2 separate regions of the Mus musculus genome follow, and region 1 is linked to region 2. A link is a contact called in public promoter capture Hi-C data. All regions are on one chromosome and are shown on one strand. The core of a region is the stretch at or near the end of the contact, and the rest is flanking DNA. Distances in the headings are between cores, read along the strand shown. Region 1 holds the start of Pex10 (peroxisomal biogenesis factor 10). Region 2 holds the start of Lrrc47 (leucine rich repeat containing 47).

Region 1 (4,986 bases), core at 107-2,606, 1.1 Mb after region 2:
CTTTAATCCCAGCACTTGGGAGGTAGAGACAGGCAGATTTCTGAGTTTGAGGCCAGCCTGGTCTACAAAGTGAGTTCCAGGACATCCAGGGCTACACAGAGAAACAGGAGCCTGGCCTTTCTGTCCTCCATCCTTGAAGCAGGAGGAAGAGTTTACAAGGAGAAAGTCACAAGGCTCAGTCTTAGGATCCTTGTGCTTCAGAAGGCAAGGGGTGGGAGGTGGCAAGGGCCGTATGCCCCTTCCGTAAGCAAGAGCTCTCGCTCTACCTCCACCGCAGAGTTCTGGAACCCTGAAACACTGAAGCAAAGGGGGACTCCAGGCCACATGGTCATCCGAGAATCCAGAGAACTGATCTACAATGATGTCACTACTCATCTTGCCCTTCCACTTTCTCTCCTCACTGAAAAGCCTCTTGTTTCCCTGATCTGTGCAGGATCTGTTTGGGTTAACAAGCTCTAGCAGCCCAAGCTAGTAGAAAAGATGGGCTGATAGCTCCACCTGCTGGCCATCTTGGGTTTTGTCCCATAGGAAGAATCCTTGAGAGCCCACAAAGGAAGAACTTGAGGATCAAGGCACCGCTGTGCCTAGGATTTAAGCCCACGGAGAGAGACGCTTACTTAGGCCGTATCCCTGAGAACAACAGATACTTGAATAGTGTTTCTGGTCTTGTTCCCCATGGCTGAGAGAAGAGAATGCAAAAAAGCAGTCGCGTGTAAGGAGCAGTCCAGGCGGGGACACTTAGAACAGGCCATACCCCATGGTTATGGTAGAAATGAGCTTCCAAGTTTGAAAAGTCTTCCAGCACAAGCGGCCTTGGGCCTTCAGAGAATCTACATTTCAAACTGTCACATTTGATTTGGCTAGAAGTTCATGCCTCTGCATGAGCCGTGACTGCCTCCTAGCAGTGGTCAAAGGTGCTATCTGGGATTGCCCAACCCAAGCTGAAGAAACCAGGGCATGGGCAGGGAGGAACTCCAACAACTGGAGCCTTCAGCAGTCCGTTGGAATCACGTGGCTATCCCAAAAGATCCACTTTTGCAGCCCAGAGACACGTACCTCCTGCCAGAAAACTGAACCTGAATCAGGCCAAAAACACATCTGCGAGGCTGAGCTTTCTCGGGGGTCCTACCCACTAGGTATCTACCTCCTCCCTGTCATTACCCGCCACTTCACTGTGCCGCTTCACCCTCCAAGCACAGACCACACCCCTCCCCGGGTAGCCCCACCCCTATGTCGTGGACACGCCCACTACTCCGCCTCCACAGATGTCACGCCTAGGCTCCGCCTTCGCCCGCGTGGTGTTCGCAGCCTCAGCCCCACGACGGACGCACGTCGAGCGTCACAGGCCCCGCCCACGAGGTGCGCAGGCGCGGTGCGAGCTCTGCGATTCGGGCCATGGCGCGGGCGGGTGCCCCTGAAGTGATCCGGGCAGCGCAGAAGGACGAGTACTACCTGGGAGGCCTGCGGAGCGCGGCGGGTGAAGCGCTGCACAGCCTAGCGGGTGAGCGTTCCGGGCACCCAGACAGGCGGCAGCTCCAGAGTTTGCTTGGAAAGCGGGGATCAAAACAGAGGTACACACTGCTGACCACATTGCAGGTCTCTGCTTTAGTGTTTCTCAAGCATTTGCCCATTTATTCTCCAGACGCCCCTACAGGGTGGACCTAACGTCATTACTCTCATAGGTAGACACGTGGATCACACAGGCAGGGATTTGGGATTTCAGAGAGCCGAGGTTTGATACTAAACAGGTCGCCTCTGGCTTATGTTGTTAGCACTACCTAGACTTTCCTGGGCTCCATGTCTCTAGGACAGTACCTGACTCAAGACAGTTACAGTCGGGGCTTCTTAAGAGGCGGTCTTCGTCTCGGAGACATTCCGGTCACCAAGGGCAGCAGAGGAGGTGAAGGGAGAGACGAGTTGTTGAGGGTCGTCTTAGGAGTGACTTGACTTGGACTTTACCTGCCCTTCGGGAGTGACAGGGTTTCTCTGTGTAGCCCTGGCTGTCCTGGAACTCACTCTGGTCAGTCTGGACTCGAAATCTCTGCCTCCCAAATGCTGGGATTAAAGGCGTGTGCCACCACTACCCGGCTGGGAGTCATCTTAAGAGAACCACTTCACCTCTCTAGAGCTAATATTTTTCTTCTCTCAGGTGCAAAGAAATGGCTGGAATGGAGGAAAGAGATCGAGTTGCTCTCGGACATAGCCTACTTTGGCCTCACCACAATTGCAGGTAGCTGTCTGTGCTCGGCAGGTCCTGGGCACTGAGGGGCCCACAACCCACCCAGGTCTGGAGGGGATGCTTGAAGGCTCCTGGAAATCACCTGCATTAGTCTCTGTTTCCGGGAAGGAAGATACTGGCCAGAGGGCACTCACTGCCCCAGACTTTCTCTCAGCAGGATGGGCTTTTCCATTTATGGGGTACGAGGCAGATAAAAAGGAAGAGGCTATCGAGTGGGGGGAAGGGTACGAGCAGGGTCATGGTGAGACACATGGAAAGATCACAAGGTACTCCACAGGGCTGGCCTCAGGAACAGGAAGTCAGGATTCATCGTCTGCATGGTGGAGTACTAGAAGCTAGCTGCAAGCCATGGGTAGGCTTGGGGGCTTTTTATTCTGACTCCATGTGACAGCGTCAGGTAAGCAGTGGTATGTATGCCTGATACTTAGGACTCAGCCATCATCTAGAAGGTAGAAAGCCACAAGATCGGATCCCATCACTTGGACAGGGGTATGAGTTCAGCAGAGGAAGGACTGGAAAACAGAATAAAGACTTAAGGGAGTAGGAACCAACAGGAGATGCAAGGCCCATTCCAGAGTGGCCGTCTCTGTGACATGGTGAAATCACAGCAAGGCCACAGTGGGTTTAACAAGAAGTTGTGCTGGCCTTGGCTAGGTCTCAGGGTGACTGGTGAGGCTGGAGGGGGGACGACGACACAGGCTGGCCCGGAAACTTGTCCCTGGACCCTCATCACTGTGTATTAATCCTCAGGCTACCAGACCCTTGGGGAGGAGTACGTTGGGATCATCCAAGTGGACCCATCCCAGCAGCGTGTGCCCTCCAGGCTCCGCCGTGCAGCGCTGGTTGCACTGCATGCTGTCTTGCCCTACCTGCTAGACAAGGCACTGCTGCCCCTGGAGCAGGAGCTGCAAGCCGATGGCGATGCTCCCCGGGCTTCACAGGGCAGTCTGCTACCTGGAGGACGCAGCCGATCAGGGGCACGGCGCTGGGTGCGTCACCACGCAGCCACCCTGACTGAACAACAGAGGAAGGCCCTCCAGCGGGCAGTCTTCATCCTGAGACAGGGCTTCGCCTGCCTCCATCGGCTCCACGTGGCTTGGTTTTATATTCATGGTACCTTCTACCACCTGGCCAAGAGACTAGCAGGGATCACGTATGTAAGTAGCCATGCCAAGGGGACTGATATTCAGGCAGGGATCCTCTGAGCAGCATACTTGGGGACCCATGCTGACATGATCGCAGCCAAGTGTTCTGCTTCCAAGTTGCAATCGAAATTCTGTACTTGGGAAAGAGCGGAGTTCAGTTTTATTTTCCAAGAAAGCCCAGGAAAAGGAAAAGAAATCCAGTTCCCACAGACTGAAGGTGGCAGCAGACTTGGGTGCGTGGGCGGGTGACTGAGTGGCCAGGTCTGGCCTCGGCAGAGGGCCTGTGGCTGTGTCCATTTCACTGTTTGGAGAAGTGTGTGGAGTGCAGGTTCTAGCCCAGAGGCTGGCCTTCCCATGCATCCCTGCCAGCAGAGGGCCCTGTTCATCACCATCCAGAGCCCTAACAGAAAGGCAAGATCTGAGGGTTTGGTCCTAGAGTGAGTACATCGCCTCACCACAGCGCTGGCCACACAACAGTCCATACTGACCTTGTTGTTGCCTCTGGCAGTCCCCTGCCTCAACCCTAGTTTCCTACCAGTGCCCTTGTATCCTGTCACACCAAAGACCTCGCCCTGGTATCACCTCCATCCTCACCACCTACCTCACCTGTCAGGGGATCAAATGCCACCTCTCCCCTCTCCCTCCAGCCAGTGCGCTCCTCCCACACTCACTTATTATAGACACACCCATAGTCTGGTCTCAGGCCTTAACTTCCTTCCATACTGCCAGATAAAGCAAAACCTGCCCAAGCAGTCATCTAGTTTAGCAGATGTGCCTCCTTTCCCAGTAGCTGCTGAATGCTGGGCACTGGGTTTTGCTGTAGGGCTTGCAGTTTTCCTGTTCCAGCCCAAGGCACGATGTAACCTGGTGTCTTCATTTCCCTGCCAGTGGGAAGGCAGAAGTGGAAGGCAGCATAGTTTTGTTGTGATGTGTATGGCAGATACACCACTAGCCAGAGCAGAGGCTAGACCAGCATCCTTAAGGGCCAGAGTATCAGAGGGACAGTAACCACCTGTCCAGGTCCCCTTGCTATTCTCCACCCCACTCTTCCTTGGGCTCCTTCCCTCCCCCTGAAGTAGTCCCCAGACAGCTCTAGAACCCTCATCCATTTGCCTGGTCCATCCAGACTCCTGGGTCTGTGCTGCGGATGCCTCAAGGTCACCCTATAGCTAGGGTTCCCAGTCACTACTTAAACCCATCTCCATGTTGGTTCTTGTTCTCGGGACACTGCCAGTGGCCAACAGGAGGCCTGGCTGAATATAAAACCTCCAGCAGACAAGAGGCCAGGTCCTAAGGGATCCTGATGGCCAAGGTCACCTGTCTTAACAGCTCCGCACTCGTCGCCTGCCTGGAGAGGACCAGAAGGCTCGCACTAGCTACGGACTGCTGGGGCTGATCTCCCTCTTGCATCTGGTGCTGTCCATGGGGCTGCGGTTGTACAGCTTCAGGCAGAAGCAGCGAGCCAGGAAGGAGTGGCGGCTGCACCGCAATCTATCCCACCGCAGGTGTGCAGGGAGCTTGAGGTACTTTGGTATGCCCCGATTTTGTGAAAGGTGTATTCACCTGTGTACTTACCCCCATAGGAGTTCCCTTGAAGACAGA
Region 2 (4,633 bases), core at 861-3,360:
ACCCTAGGATTGATGATCTCCCAGCATGTTAGGGATCTCAGGGTCCAAGGCATCATTTGGCGATAAGTGAATTACAGGCTAGCTTGGGCTACATGCAGCCCTACCTGGAAAGGGGGTGGTCATTGGTAAGAGTAGTTCTGCCCTTGCTTTTGCTGAGGAGAGAGAAAGGCTTGGGAGAGCAGGTCTCTAAAATAGTGTTTAAAATGAGCTTATTATCCATGAGCAGAACGGAGAATTCACTCAGTAAGATAACTGAATCCTGGGTTTCTCCAGCTGCTGGGCAAGGGCCGCATTTCACAGTTCTGCCAGAATAAGTTGTTTACTGCCAAGAAGCTGAAAGATGCTTAGGTATGTACAGAACACCGAATTCATCCCGGAGAATGAATTCACACAACACCTTGTGTCTTCTCAAGCTACAAGTACTGGAAGAGCTCTGACCAAAGATCACATAGAGGGCTCTGACCAAAAAGGGGTGGGGGGAGACTTTCAAGGTAAAGTCAACAAAGACGTCGTGTCTTCCAGAGACCTCTTACACTCAGTTCACTTCAGGAACAGTTAGTAAAAGAGCAAACACCACACCTTCAGCCCAGTCTAAAACCCAAGATGGGGAGAGTATAATTGCTTCTGAATATACAACAGCACTTCCCAATGCTGCCTTGGCAAGTTAGTTCCCACTGGCTTCCCACACCACAAAGGCTTCACCTTACAGTCCTGTTGCGCCGAGGTCTGGTACAGGTCTTCGTAGGCTAAGACACGCATGAGGTCCATTCCTTCCTGGCGGAGAATCCATTTGCTTGTCTTTTCCAAATCTCTGTGGCTGTCTCTGTAGCAACTCCAGTCTGAAGCTGTCACTGTTCATCTTTCTGCTCCCTTCTCTCCTGCTTCTCTTTTAAAGACCCGTGATGGTGTGTGGGGCCTTCCTATTTGCATGGGTTATGCTCTACATAACTGCAGCCATCCTGAGCCATAAGCACCACAAGTGTCTCCTGCCCCCAGTCACCCTGGCTGGGTTTTCCTGCATAGTTCCTAGCAAGCCACAAATAAGATTATTAATCATAATCCAGGCTCCACAGATGTGCCTGCCTTCTATACTATCTTAATGCCAAGTGCATTCCAGTTGCAATGCAGTGAGTTTGTCCTGGCCCATTACTTCTAACCACAGGGCCTCATCCTGGAGCATTAATTAGTACCTATGGAAACGTGTTAGCTCTGTCTTCTAAGGAAGACCGAAGATAAAACAACTTCAACCTCTGCGACTACCTTACAAAACCAAAACATAAGGTGGTTGGATCACACCCTGGCCCGGGACTGCTCCAACCCCCAGTACTGGGGATTGAGCCTTAGGCTGACATGTTTCTACCAACTGGACTACCTCTTGTTGCCTGTCCCAAGGCTTATGTACCTTGAAGACAAACCTGGGGACGGGGGCGCTCTGGAGCCCTTTATCTTTTTTTCCCCCTTGTTCCAGTATACCATATTAATTAAATCTTTCTTGTTGCCTGTTTTATTATTTTTTAAATATGGTCTCAGTCGCCCAGGTTGACCTCAAACTTGCTATAAAGTCAAGCTCCTTTGTTTGTGTTTTGTTTTGTTTTGTTTTTCGAGACAGGGCTTCTCAGTATAGCCCTGGCTGTCCTGGAACTCACTCTGTAGACCAGGCTGGCCTCAGAAATCCACTTGCCTCTGCCTCCCAAGTGCTGGGATTAAAGGCACCACTGCCCGGCTAGTGAATTCCTTCCTTAACCTTAACCCTCGACCAGCTGAGCGCTTGGGATGACAGGTGTGTGCACCACCATGCCCCATTTACACTGTGCTGGGAATCAAACAGAGCTTCATGTATGCCAAACAAGCGCTCTACTAACTAAGCTACAACCCCAGAATAATCGTGTCTTTAGTTGGTATCTGGGGGGTGGGAAAGGTGACCACCTAACCTGTGGGACTCCACGCAGCCACACTACACAGCCAGTGTGAAGCTGAGGCTAAAAACAGAGCCGCCCCACACACCCGTCCCACAAACCCCTTGCGTCCAGACTCTCTGGCGAGCGCGTGTTCTCTCTATGGTCATTTCCGGCTCCCGCCGGAAGTGTGGCGCCGCACTCCGGAAGCGGCGCACGGGCGGCGCGATGGCGGCGGCGGCGATGGCCGTGTCCGAGGCCTGGCCGGAGCTGGAGCTGGCCGAGCGCGAGCGGCGGCGCGAGCTGCTGCTGACCGGGCCCGGGCTGGAGGAGCGGGTGAAGGCGGCGGGCGGGCGGCTTCCGCCGCGGCTCTTCACGCTGCCGCTGCTGCACTACCTGGAGGTGAGCGGCTGCGGCAGCCTGCGCGCGCCGGGGCCCGGCCTCGCGCAGGGCCTCCCGCAGCTGCACAGCCTGGTGCTGCGGCGCAACGCGCTGGGGCCGGGCCTGAGCCCCGAGCTGGGGCCGCTGCCCGCGCTGCGCGTCCTCGACCTGTCCGGCAACGCGTTGGAGACGCTGCCGCCCGGCGAGGGCCTGGGCCCCGCCGAGCCCCCCGGACTACCGCAGCTGCAGAGCCTCAACCTCAGCGGCAACCGCCTGCGCGAGCTGCCCGCCGACCTGGCGCGCTGCGCCCCTCGCCTGCAGAGCCTCAATCTCACCGGCAACCGCCTGGACGCCTTTCCCCCCGAGCTCTTCCGGCCAGGAGCTCTGCCCCTGCTCAGTGAGCTGGCAGCTGCCGACAACTGCCTGCGGGAGCTCAGCCCAGACATCGCGCATCTTGCCTCGCTCAAGGTCAGTGGGACCCGAGGGGAGGGAGACGCGCGCCCTGCTGTCCCTCCTTGGAGGATGTCTTTGCCCCCGCAACCGGTCCGTCTCCTCTCAGTTCTCAGACCTGCGAGCTCAGAGGTCTCTGGACGTGTGGCAGTTTAAAAGTTGCTATCAATGTTAGACTTCTCATGTGGGAAGAAATTCAAGAGCAGAGAGCCAGGTGTGGCGCGCGTGTGTGCGTGTGCGTAACTGATTGGGTTTCCAAATGGCGGAGCGTCCAGACAAGGCACAAAATCACGCATAACAACAGCCTTCAGTGGGCGGGATCATGGCTTCCGTTTTATAGAGAGCCGAAGTGCTTACCCAAAGCCAACAGCACACCTAGAGTTTTCTTCGGGGCTGCCTTGTGTAAGAGATTGGCTTCTTTGTGGTCCCAGGCTCCCGTTGTGCCTGACGCCCACCAGGTGCTCATTGTGTGTTGAGTGAGGGGTGAGAAGGCAGAAGATGCAAAGCCACAACCTGACCTGACTCCACTCTAGGATCTCCACAGTCCAGTCCTGTCATCTGGCCATGTCAGTTCCCCTACCACACCCCCTCCATCACACCCCCTACCCTTTGTATTCTTGGTAGCGCCAGCCTGTGTGTCTTCTCATCCTTGAGTTTATGCAGCCCTTTCCTAATGATGGATTGGCAAGGAAATTTGCTCTTGAGAGATCAGAGCTCACCTTGCTAGTATTCGTGTGTGTGTGTGTGTGTGTGTGTGTGTGTGTGTGTTTAATTAAGACACCTGTCCCTCCCTCCTCGCTCTCGCTCTTGCTTTCTCGGGGTGGGGGTGTGGAGAGATAGGCCAGCGAGTCTACAAGATGATACTCCCTGAGGTACCTTGGCCCTCTATGTTACAGGTGTCCCCATGGCTTGGGTATGACACAGGCTGTACACTGTTCTGCCTTCCTATGTAGTAGATATATTGGTTTGCCAGAAGGCTGATGACTGTTCAATATGGTGCATGTCTTTGTATCAGCCATTGACGTGCTGTGGTTTCTGAGACTGAAGCCCCTTGCATGTGTCTCACTTGGCCCTCACCACCATGCTGTGATCCCTTTCCCAGCAGAGGCAGCCCTGGTTGTCACTGTACTGGCTGGGGTTTGTGTTCTCCTGGAAGTTCTGATGTAAGGTGTTGAGCGTATATACCCTGCAAGGCATACAGCCGGCCAAGCACAGCAGTCCCGTGGGCACTGGGAGGAGGCTGGCACATCCGCCCTGCTTCACCTTTTGGTGGTATTGCCTCTCCCCCCCTCCCCCCGGAGGGCCCAAAAGGCTTCACGTCTGTGCTTGCCCATCACACCTTGGACCCTGGCCCCACTCCCATGACAAGGTTGCCGCTCTAGGCACTGAGGGCTGGGTAAACATGGGCAAGCATCACCTTTCTCACCAGGACGCTTCACCCTGTGTCTCTGTGTGGCAAGACCCACCTGCCTCTCTTCGACTCACTCTTCACCTTTGCTGCTGTCCTCACAGGGCCCCAGGGAGATGCTCAACTGGCATTGGGATTGTTGCTTCCTGCTCTGACCCGCCCTTGTCAGATGGTATCCCTGGAAGATCCCCTCCCTAAGGGCTCTTTCTGAGGCTCAGCCCCACCGCTGCCCCCTTCTGCGTATTTCTCCCCCAGGTCTTCAGTAGATTGCATCTTAACAGTGGGAGCAGAAGCATGTCATTCAACCCAGTGTTTGACAAGTGTGTTTTGATCCCACTGTAGTCAAGGGAGGGCATTTTCACAGAAGTCCTTCAAGGGAGTACAGAAGCTCAGAATCCACAGAATTACAGACAGGCTGTTGCAGACCTACTGTCAAATAAGGCCCATGTCATCGGTCATGCTTTTGGAGAGCTAGGTCCTCTGGGCTGGTGACCTCACA

The links. Promoter capture Hi-C pulls out the DNA fragments that hold promoters and counts their contacts.
Region 1: a promoter capture Hi-C map of embryonic stem cells shows a contact between it and region 2, with 2.2 times the contacts expected there. The contact joins the promoter of Pex10 here to the promoter of Lrrc47 in region 2. A contact is called at or near these places in 1 of 39 promoter capture datasets (embryonic stem cells), 1 of 15 datasets of contacts at CTCF or cohesin (large pre-B cells) and 4 of 484 Hi-C or Micro-C datasets (the G1E-ER4 cell line and the HL-1 cell line).

The regions. Positions count from the first base shown.
Region 1 is chr4:155,065,674-155,070,659 of GRCm38.p6, forward strand. Pex10 (peroxisomal biogenesis factor 10) reads left to right here and starts at 1,357. Exons shown (of 6, transcript NM_001042407.1): 1 at 1,357-1,501; 2 at 2,150-2,230; 3 at 2,990-3,396; 4 at 4,714-4,889; 5 at 4,968-4,986. The coding sequence starts at 1,396.
Region 2 is chr4:154,009,693-154,014,325 of GRCm38.p6, forward strand. Lrrc47 (leucine rich repeat containing 47) reads left to right here and starts at 2,111. Exons shown (of 7, transcript NM_201226.1): 1 at 2,111-2,744. The coding sequence starts at 2,124. It overlaps Gm31566 (a long non-coding RNA gene), which reads right to left and starts at 1,569. Exons shown (of 8, transcript XR_391010.4): 1 at 703-1,569.